Regions from separate parts of the Sus scrofa genome. Here region 2 is linked to region 1. Evidence: chromatin contacts called from public Hi-C data. All regions are on one chromosome and are shown on one strand. The core of a region is the stretch at or near the end of the contact, and the rest is flanking DNA. Distances in the headings are between cores, read along the strand shown. Region 1 holds the start of CASQ2 (calsequestrin-2). Region 2 holds the start of VANGL1 (vang-like protein 1).

The links. A called contact is a pair of places that touch in the nucleus more often than the background predicts.
Region 2: a Hi-C map of embryonic fibroblasts shows a contact between it and region 1, with 2.5 times the contacts expected there. The contact joins the promoter of VANGL1 here to the promoter of CASQ2 in region 1. A contact is called at or near these places in 9 of 47 Hi-C or Micro-C datasets (embryonic fibroblasts, fetal liver, fetal skeletal muscle and 4 more) and 1 of 2 datasets of contacts at active chromatin or transcription factors (skeletal muscle).

What each region holds. Positions count from the first base shown.
Region 1 is chr4:104,915,190-104,919,966 of Sscrofa11.1, reverse strand. CASQ2 (calsequestrin-2) reads right to left here and starts at 1,763. Exons shown (of 12, transcript XM_021089995.1): 1 at 1,391-1,763; 2 at 1,234-1,388. The coding sequence starts at 1,466.
Region 2 is chr4:105,047,316-105,052,653 of Sscrofa11.1, reverse strand. It overlaps VANGL1 (vang-like protein 1), which reads left to right and starts at 3,801. Exons shown (of 8, transcript XM_001929540.5): 1 at 3,801-3,995.

The DNA of each region.
Region 1 (4,777 bases), core at 514-3,013:
TGAAAAGAGGTGTGTGTATGACGATCAGGAGACACAGGATTCTGCTCTGCAGTGCTTTTTATTTTTTTATTTTTTGGCATGCAGAAGTTCCGAACCCAAGCCACAGCAGTGACAATGCCAAATCCTTAACCTCTAGCCCACCAGGGAGCGCCTTCGATGCTTTTCAAATTATCAAGAACATTTTGATGGGTTTGCGATGGCATTCCTGGATTTTGTTACAGTCAATTTTTTGAGAATTAAAATCCCCATGGTTTTATATGGTAATTCTGTTCATCAAAATATTTGATGGTAACGTTATGTTGCTTATTTCTCCATAAAACTGGAAAAAAAGAAAGAAAAGGGGCATTTGATTAAGCTGAGCTTTCTGGCTGTGCTGGTTAATAAATTGCTGTAATTCTCCAACAGTCCTTCTCATAGATTTGTGTCTGGGCTGAGCTGGGCATGGGAACGATAAGGGATCTTGGTGCCTACTAGAATTCTTGGCACTGACAGGTGCTCCTGAGTGTAAGCGATCTGAAACTGTCCAGGAGGAGCCACAGGAGGAGTCCCTGGGGCACTCACGCAGGATTAGAGAACAAGCCACAGTGCCAGGTTTATAGCCAGGCCATGCCATGCAGACAGAATAAGAATGGCTGCAGCATCTTCCCTGAGCTCACACCAAGAACTTTCTTAGAAAAAAAAAAAAAATCCCTGTTAGTGAAGGTACAGTTCAAATCTTCCCACATCTACCCTGTGTGACATTGACCGAAACTGAGTCACAGGAGAGGAGCATGGCTTCCTGATATTCCTCATCTGACGGTGAGAGAGGCAAGGTCAAATGCCTCCTGCTTCCCCAGGAGGTGGGAAGACTTACAGGAGCAAAGAGTAAGGACTTAGCACGGCAGAACAAACCCCACGCATGACCCCGAATGTCATCTCAGGTGGGCTTTTAAACTAAAGCTTTACCATTCTCTTAGAAAAGGAGTAGCTGGCACTCTTGCCCTTGAGAAATCCAGAGGCCCCTCTGAGGACAGACGTCACATCTTCGCAGACTGTGCATCACGCGACCCATTCAGCTAAGAGTCTGAACCCACCCCTGGTTTTCACACATCGCCGCTTTGCAACAAGATCTTCAGATGTGCATGCGACCGAAAGGGGGGCAAGACTTCAGGAGAGATCCTTGGCGCCCCGCATCCCAACCACTGGCCGCCTCCCGCCCACGGGGACCCCGTGCTCCGCGCCCCCCCAACTCACCTCCAGCACAATTTCTTTCAGCTGGAACTGCTTCTGCGAGACTTTATCCGAAGTCACCGGCTCGTGGTAGTAGAGGCAGAGCAAGTCGTATTTCTTCAAAACCTGCTTGAAGTTCTTCTCGGTCAGACTGACCACGCGGTCCTTGCCGTCATAGGTGGGAAGTTCAGCCCCTCCTCCGCCCCGCAGGAGGACAGCAGGTAGACCCCCAGCACAAGCAGGTGCGTTCTCTTCATCTGGGCAAAGTGTTGCTCTTCTTCCCCCGAAACACTGCGTGCAGGAGAGAGGACCTGAGAGCCCTTGGGAGCAGAGAAGCCACTGCGGTCTCTCTCCTCGGCCCTGCCTGGGTCGGAGAACCCCGCCCCGGTCACCTCCTCCGGCGGAGAAGTGTAATTGTGGGCTCAGGAGGAGCGAGCGCAGGCTCTCACACATGCGTGCGGAGCAAGAGCCAGGCTGGACCGCCAAGCCCCAGATACCTCGCATAGCTCTGCCCAGCCCCGGGCTCATCAGGAACTCCATTTTTAGGATGCAGTTGTTTCAGGCTAAAAATAAATCAGGCAATGAATAAAAAAGTTAGATATGGCACCGCTGAGGGATTCGCTGATAGAGTTTGTCAGGCTGATGGAGAGGGAGGAGGCGGGAGGCAGGCAGGGTGCCCATAAAACGAGGAGGCCGGGAAGGTCAGAGGAGAGAAATGAACTCAGAGGGAGGAGGGGAAAGGGAGGGGAGGGAGAGATGGGACTGAGGGACCAGGAAGCTGTGCAGAGGCTTGGGTGTACAGGGGCCACTCAGATGCTACTGAATCAGTGCATTACCGCAGGGAGCTATCTCAGCCTGTCCTGGCCTGGCAGGCTGCTCATCCCCTACCCCTCACTGCTGACATGGGGATCAGACGGACCCCCAGGTGGACTTGACATTCTGCCCCTGCCTTTCCCTGGCTGGCTGCTGTGCCGTCACTGGGCAAGGGCTACAGGGACACCCTTTCTCCATGGGAAGAGCTCCAGAGGCCCCAGCCCACCCGGGGTCACCATTCTTCTCCTTCCACCCCTGCCCATAGCTGAACACCGCTGACACCAGTTCCTGTGCCCAGCTTAAAATTAAATGAAAAGTCAGCAGTCTTGCTCAGAAACCCCCTTCAGTTTTGCGCTCTTACCCCTGCATCTGTCTTGTCTTAACATTAGCACCCAATGTACCATTTTTACCCCTTTCCTCTTCATTAGAGACAGACTGCTGTAGAGCGTCCAGAAGTTGGACAGATCTGAGTTCAAATCTAGGCTTTGCCTCGTAGCAGCTGAATGGACATTGGAGCGTCACCCCCTCTCTTTGATTCTCAGGTCCCCCCATCTGTGTAAAATGGGGATAATTACAACTATATTGTGAGGTTTGGAACAGAGATGGAAAAGCGTGGTGCAAAGCAGTTACCAAACGCGGCCGCTATTATGGTTACTTCATTCTTCTTGGAGATGGTGGAACAGGGGTTATTATACTTACTTGTCAGTTTCTAATAGTGAGGGTTTGCAAACTCTTTTCTATGCATTTTCTTCTTGAATCCAGCAGACAATCAGGGCACATGTGATTAGGGTTCATTGCATGGGGGGTTCAGCACCTCATCAGAGATCGTATTACTAACTGCCCTGTGCTCCGGGCTGCTTTCACTCGGATAGGGCAGTACCCCCACAAGATGCCCTGTTTTGTTCTTAAGTGGTTCCACCTGTTCTGGTTAAACAGTCTTTCCACTCTTTAGAGCAGTCGATGGCTGTCATGATTCGGGCCAAGATTTTGTCTTTCTTTGGTTAGAAAATCAGCTTTGGAAATAGCAAGGATACTGTCCTGCACAAACTTGGCAGGGGACAGAAGGAAAAAAAGACGTTCGGTGGCCCACGTGAGTGAGACCAAGCCCCTCTACAGCCAGAGGGCCTGATGCTGAGAGCCAAGCTGATGGGCCCTGTCTTCAGGGTACATTCGTGTCCAGGAAGCCAGGACCTGGGGGACCCTCTCATTGAAACCTATGGCACCATTCACTTCTTTCTGATGGTAAATTCTCCAGGCTTTTAAAGATGGAGCCAAGAATAGCCGTTCTAAGATGTGGTTAGCTTTTTGAGTCATTGGCCGACACTGGAGATGAGGTCTCTGCTTTCTTTAGAACATTTAGGGGGAAAAAGATTTCCAAGTGTAACAATGGATGTCTTGACTTTTCCAGGTCAGCTTCTTAAAACTGTTCCCAGTTGTCCCAATCTCATTGGATTATCTTTACTTAGAATTTGCTCCACTTTGCATAATATATGCTTTTTTTTAATGTTACAAAAAAAAATTTGGAGATGTTTAAAATCTGCGTCTTTGAATTTCCCAGTGACTTGCAACGGATGAAAAATACCAGGGCAAAGGGATAATTAAAAAAAAAAAAAAATCAGTCTAGCCATCAGATTTGGCTTATGACCAGCTGTGTATGAATGGAAAAAAAAGTCCCAGTGTGGAAAGTTCCTGTCCCTAAGTCCCAGCTCTATTGGGAGCCTCAAAGCCCAGCCCTGAGGACAGTGTGGCCACTGACACATGTTGGGGTGATCAGATTTCCCACTGTCCACCCACACCCAGAGGTGGGGGCCTAAATGTGTGCCCCACTCTTGGTTAGGTTTGCCTCATCTACTTTTTATGTCCCAGCCATTTTTTTTCTGGCTGCGATTTATTGTTTTTGTTTTTCCTTTGCTTACGTCCTGCTCACCAACTGTAATATATTTGTTTTGTAAACAAGGGATTCTTCTGATTTTTCTTTCTTGCTTGCCTTTTTTTTTTTTTTTTTTCTTTTCTTTTTAGTGCCACACCCATGGCATATGGAAATTCCCGAGCTAGGGATCAAATCGGAGCTGCAGCTGCAGCTGGCCTGTACCACAGCCACAGTAATTCGGGATCTGAGCCGCATCTTCGACCTACACCATAGCTCATGGCAATGCTGGGTCCTTAACCCACTGAGCGAGGCCAGGGATCAAAACCGAGTCTTCATGGGTGCTAGTTGGGTTTGTTAACTGCTGAGCCACGCCGGAACTCCTCTTCTGCTATTTCTAAGTCAACCTGGCATCCAGTCAGTCAGCTTCTCATGCCGGTTTTAGCAGCTTCCCCAGTCAGGGTGTCACCTACACACACCTAGATTATGGAATTGTGCTGAAGGGTGTGTGTATCTTTGTGTCCTTAGCAGGTATTTTTTTGGTCTTCATTTTTATTTTTAAATTTAAAAAAATTTTTATTTATTTATTTATTTATTTATTGTCTTTTTGCCTTTTCTAGGGCCGCCTCCGCAGCATATGTAAGTTCCCAGGCTAGGGGTCTAATCAGAGCTGTAGCCACCGGTCTACGCCACAGCCACAGCAACGTGGCATTCGAGCCGCGTCTGTGACCTACACCACAGCTCACGGCAATGCCGAATCCTCAACCCACTGAGCAAGGCCAGGGATCAAACCCACAACCTCATGGTTCCTAGTCGTGTTCGTTAACCACTGACCCACGACGGGAACTCCTAAATTTTTTTATTTTTATTGAAATGTAGTTGCTTTAT
Region 2 (5,338 bases), core at 2,552-5,051, 130 kb before region 1:
TCCAAACACAGCGATTGTTTACCCATTTATTCAACTCATAGTTATTAAGTGCTTGAGACAAGCCAGTCGCTGTCCTAGCCACTGTCCTCGACCTATGCCCATTCCTCTTTTTTTCCTCTTTCCCTTCTTTTCTTGTCCTCAAAGTCAAGTTGACCATCAGGCCTGCACGACTCTCCCTGTGGGCACTAAAAACGCACTTTTAGCACCTCGTCACTGGGCCTTACTAACCTATTCACAGATGTTACACATATACAGATTTTACAGAAAATGGACTTTTAAATAATTGACATCTTTTTTTTTGGCCATGAGCATCGCTTGTGGAAGTTCCTGGGCCAGGGATCAAACCGGAGCCAGAGAAGTGACAATGCGGAGTCCTTAACTACTAGGCTACCAGAGAACTCCAATAATCAACACTTTTTAACATTTCAAGCATTTTGGATGGAAATCTATTTTTTTTTTTTTTTCGATATCGTCCCTGTCTTTGTAAATAGAGTACTGTCTACGGAATATCCATTTGACCTCTGTAGCTCAGGGTCATGAGTACTCAGCGATGAGGTAGTGTACCAGGAGTAACTGGAAAAAGGAAAGGGCATAAGTTTTGGAATTAACCTATCTTCTCACGGACCCCCTTTTGCAGTCCCTGGGGTCTCCAGAGGTCATCTGTTGCTGGCTTTTAATGTGATTCTAATCTACAGTGGGCATAGGAATCAGGTGATGAAATTTATTAAAATGTTTGTAAACTATGTGTAAATAGTATCTAAGGGCATGAGAGTTTCTCTTACTCATAAAGTTTATCTCTTTTATTTATTTTTCTAATTTTTTTTTATTTTTTGTCTTTCTATCTTTTTAGGGTCACACCTGGAGCATATGGGGGTTCCCAGGCTAGGGGTCCAAATCAGAGCCGTAGCCACTGGCCTACACCACAGCCACAGCAACACAGGATCTGAGCCATGTCTGTGAACTAGTCCACAGCTCACGGCAACGCCAGATCCTTAACCCACTGAGCCAGGCCAGGGATCGAACCCGCATCCTCATGGATGCTAGTCAGGTTTGTTAACCACTGAGTCACCTCGGGAACTCCCAAAGTTTATCACTTTTAAAGCATGAATGTATGCAATCTACTTTGGTGATCAGAGGGCTTTCTCACTTAACTCCTGTTTCCCAAGATTGTTGAGAGTCGTTGAGACTGGATAAATGACTTCTTAAAAAAATGTGCAGATAGTGCCTTTAGCATTTTATATATTCTCTTTTGTTGTTAACTGTCTTTATGTGCAACATACCATAATTTTTCAGTTAGATTGTTCCCTGAATAGATTATTAATTACCCAAAGGCAAGTGGTGTTTTATGGTAATTCATTCGTTTACTAAGAATTTTTCAAAGCAACTACTCTGTGAAAGGACCTGTGATACAAGAGATAAAATACATGCATAGTGTGTGATAGAAAAGAGACAAAGACATAACATTTTTTTAAAAATCTTTTGTCTTTTTAGGGTCCCACCCACATCATATGTAGGTTCCCAGGCTAGGGGTCGAATTGGAGCTGTAACTGCTGGCCTGCACCATAGCCATAGCAACCTGGGATCCAAGCCGTGTTTTCAACTTACACCATAGCTCATAGCAACGCCAGATCTTTAACCCACTGAGCAAGGCCAGGGATCGAACCCGCATCCTCACAGATGCTAGTTGGGTTCATTAACCACTGAGTGACGACAGGAACTCCAGACACAACATTTACATATTATTGAAGAGTGAGGTATGATAACCGATACAAGGTAGAAGGTAAACATAAAAATCCATAGAACAGAAATAAAGGGAGAATAAAACAAAAATCCATAGACTACAAATAAAGAGAATTTTTTTCTGGTTGGGAGAAACAGAGAAGTATTTGCATAAGAGATCTTGGTTGACAGGAAGACCTTTGGCAGGTAGTATTTCAGGGTTTGGGAAAACTGTGAGAATGGGCAGGAAGGGAGAAACACATGCATGAATTTTTGAGACTACGGTCATGCTGCCATCATGAGAACACCCAGTCACTACATTGTCCCCCATTTCCAACTGAGTTTGGAACAAATGGATAAGACCAAGGAGTGACAGAGGGAGTCTCCAATATTACCCCATTACTTAAGGCTTAAGCTGGAGAACTCAGGTTCAGGCAAGAGCTGAACAAGCCTGCCAACCGAACGCTAGGATAAAGCTGACCCACTTTGTGACATACAGTGGAAGCCAGATTATACACAACATCATTCAGTTCCTGAGACGTCTTCCAACTCATCTTTTAAACTCAAATACTTGAGATTGTCGGATAAAAACAAACGATAGCTGTCATTTAAAAGTGAAATGTATTATCTTAAAAAAGCGTTTATTTGGCACTACCCCTCTTTCCCACCAAAGCCCTCCATGCCAAGGTAGCCGGACATAATAAACGAAAGTGAATTAAAATGACTTTTCGTGAAAATCCACCCAGGGACGGTAGAACACACGGGGGCTCTTCAGGGTATCATAACCAGAACTGGAAATCCCTGACCAGTTGGAACTTTGAAGACATTTTAAAGATGAACGAGATGTTTTTCTAAAGCTCTACGTTTCTGCACCTGAGCACCGATTTGGGCGGACAGACGACTGGCTTTACCCTTAGGAAGCCGGTTGCTCTCAGGAACCAGGTAAGAGGCTGGTGAGGGGGAAGGGCAGATGCCTTACGTGGCCAGGGGTTAGTAGTGAGTCTGATGGCAGGATGGGGCTCTGTGATGTCACCTTCATTGAACAGATGATGTCCTCAAGAAGAAGACTCTATATGGAAGAGAGAATGGGGACTCGGAGGATGGTGAGGGTTGTGGGGGCCAAAGTTCCATAGCTTCAGCTGGTTCAGCATGGGTGTATTCCCCCCCCCCACCAAATGCTCACAGCCCTTTATCATACCCCACCTCTACTGCAGAGCTCTGCCCATGCAAGGCTGCCCATGCAAGCTCTGCCCAGCCAGATTCCAGACTCTCCACACAGATCCCTAACCCAATCCACCCACACAAGTCAACTAAGTAAGTAGAGTGCAAATACTCATCTAAATAGTTGGCAATTGTTTGGTGTCTGCTGGGCACCAGCCACTTTCCATAATCCTCACTACAATGCTGCAAGGCTGGTTTTATCATCCTCTCTGCTTCTCAGACAGGGAAGCAGAGACTCAGAAGCAGACCCAGTTGAATCAGGATTGAAACCTGGGGCTGTCTGCCTTCAGAGGTGTGCTCTTCTAGTAGTTTCTAGGAGACCCAGGTGGGGGCCTGTGACTTCTCAATTCAAGGGAGGAGGAGGGAGAGGCTTGGATGCGGCGGGGGGGGGGCTATAGGGGGTCTGGAGTGTGTATAGTTATTTATGGGGCCATATCCTGGGCTGCACGTGAGTTTAAGCCGGTTGAGGTGTGGGTATGTCTGGATATTTGTGGGCCAGTCTTTGGAATATGTGTATTTGAGTGTGTATATGTGTATGTGTGTGTTGGGGGGTGTGGTTAGACCCTGGGCTGTACAAATATGTGCGTTTGGGCTCCAGTGAGGGCAAACGGGCTTGAATTTTGTGCATGATTCTGTGTGTGTGTGTGTGCATGCGTGTGTGAACTCGAGGGTACAAGTATGTTGGAGTGCTGGGTTGGGGGAGTGGATCGCTGTGTTTGTGACATGTGAGTGACTGAGTGTGTGTGCGTGTGTGTGTTTAGGGGCGCAGTGCGTCTTGGGGGTGGGGAGTCGCCGGCCAGGCCCCGCCCTCGGCTGCAGGTGGGCTGGGCCCGCGGCGGGGCCGGCCGCGCTCGCTGCTCTTGGCTCGCGGCCGCGCCGGGCTCGCAGGGCTGGGCTGGGGCTGCGGGGCGGCGCCGGGACAGGAAGCGGAAAGCAGCAGTGCAGCGGCGGCGGCGGCGGGGCTCTGCCTCTACAGGAGCCCAGCGCAGGCCGCAGAGCCGGGGCCGCTGCGAGCCGAGACCGCGGGCCGCGGAGCCTGCACGGCCAGCGCGGAGGTGAGTCCCGCCGGGGGCCGGGCGCGACTGGGCGGCGAGGGCAGGGTGCGGACCTCCGGCGGGGAGACGCCCGCATCCGGATCCCGGATCCCGGACCCCGCGAGCTCCTGCGCCCTCCTCCCGCAGCCCCACCCCGGACTCAGACCCTAGTTCACCGCCCTCCTCCCGCCTCTGGCCAGGAGCCGCCTCCCCTCCCAGGAACCGCACCCGGAGCCGTGCTTCCCGGGACGCCACTCCTCTCTCCTCCCCGCGAGGTGTGCCCCTCCTGTCCCGGCGCCGCGCTCCCCGCACACCCCACTTCCTCAGTCCCGGCATTCCCTCCCCACGCCTCGGACGCCCCCTTCTCCGCTGGCTGCACTTCGGGTGCGCGTCCCGCCGGGCAGGGAGTGGTCGAGGGTTTCTGGAGGCACCGGGGCGGCGGGGTCGGCCGTGCAGGGTGGGGGCCGGGCGGCTCTGCGCTCCCCGGGAGCCGGGCATACTCCGTGGTTCCCACTTCGCCGCGGGGTTATAGACCCAGGAACCGCCCGGCCCCGGGCCAGAAACCGGCACAGAGCTGGCCTCTGTTCCCACCTCGCTTAGAGAATCGAGCCGACCCTGGAGGCCGGGGGGAGGCGAGTCCGGTTGCACTTCGGAGAGCGCAACAGGCAGGTAGTTTACTTTCAAAAAACGCCGGGGTGGAGCAGAAGGCGCCCGGCAAGTCTCTGCCCGAGAAGTCCCGGTTGGAGGCAATCTCACCGCACCGGGGCAGCCTTCGCCGGGAGCAGGATCTCATTTCCTCCTGCAGTCTTTGAACCGCCCCAAGCTAGCGCACCCAGAGAAGTGTGAAGCTTTATTAAAATTTAAACGCGTTGGTGGTGGAGGCAGGAGCGGGGCGGAGCCGCGGCCTGGCTGCCGGGGGATGAGCTGGTGAGAGTTGGAGCCGAGAAATCTGTGGCTCGATTTTCACATCTTCAACCCAGGTATAACGCCCACCCCTCCAAGGGGTTGGGAGCTCCTTTAGCTGCTTCTTAAAAGATGTTAGAGCTCTTTATTATGATGATTGTGTAGCTGGCACATGCATTTTGTTAAACCCCTTTTGGGGGGCTGTGGTTGGAAACGCATGTATTTTTAGACGCTTATTCCAAAAGCTAGCAAGCTGAAAGAATCTGGCATTTTCACTGATGTGTTTATAAGTTTTACAGGGTTGCTGGAAAAATACTATAACTTTTGTGTCACCAATCAACAATGCTAATTAGCATTCTCCTTGCAAGTGGGTGGGTTGTTTGATTACACAGCTCTTTAAGTGAGATGGCAGAAACTGTCTGAATCCAGGGCGATGTAATTAGTCATTTTATGTAACCACT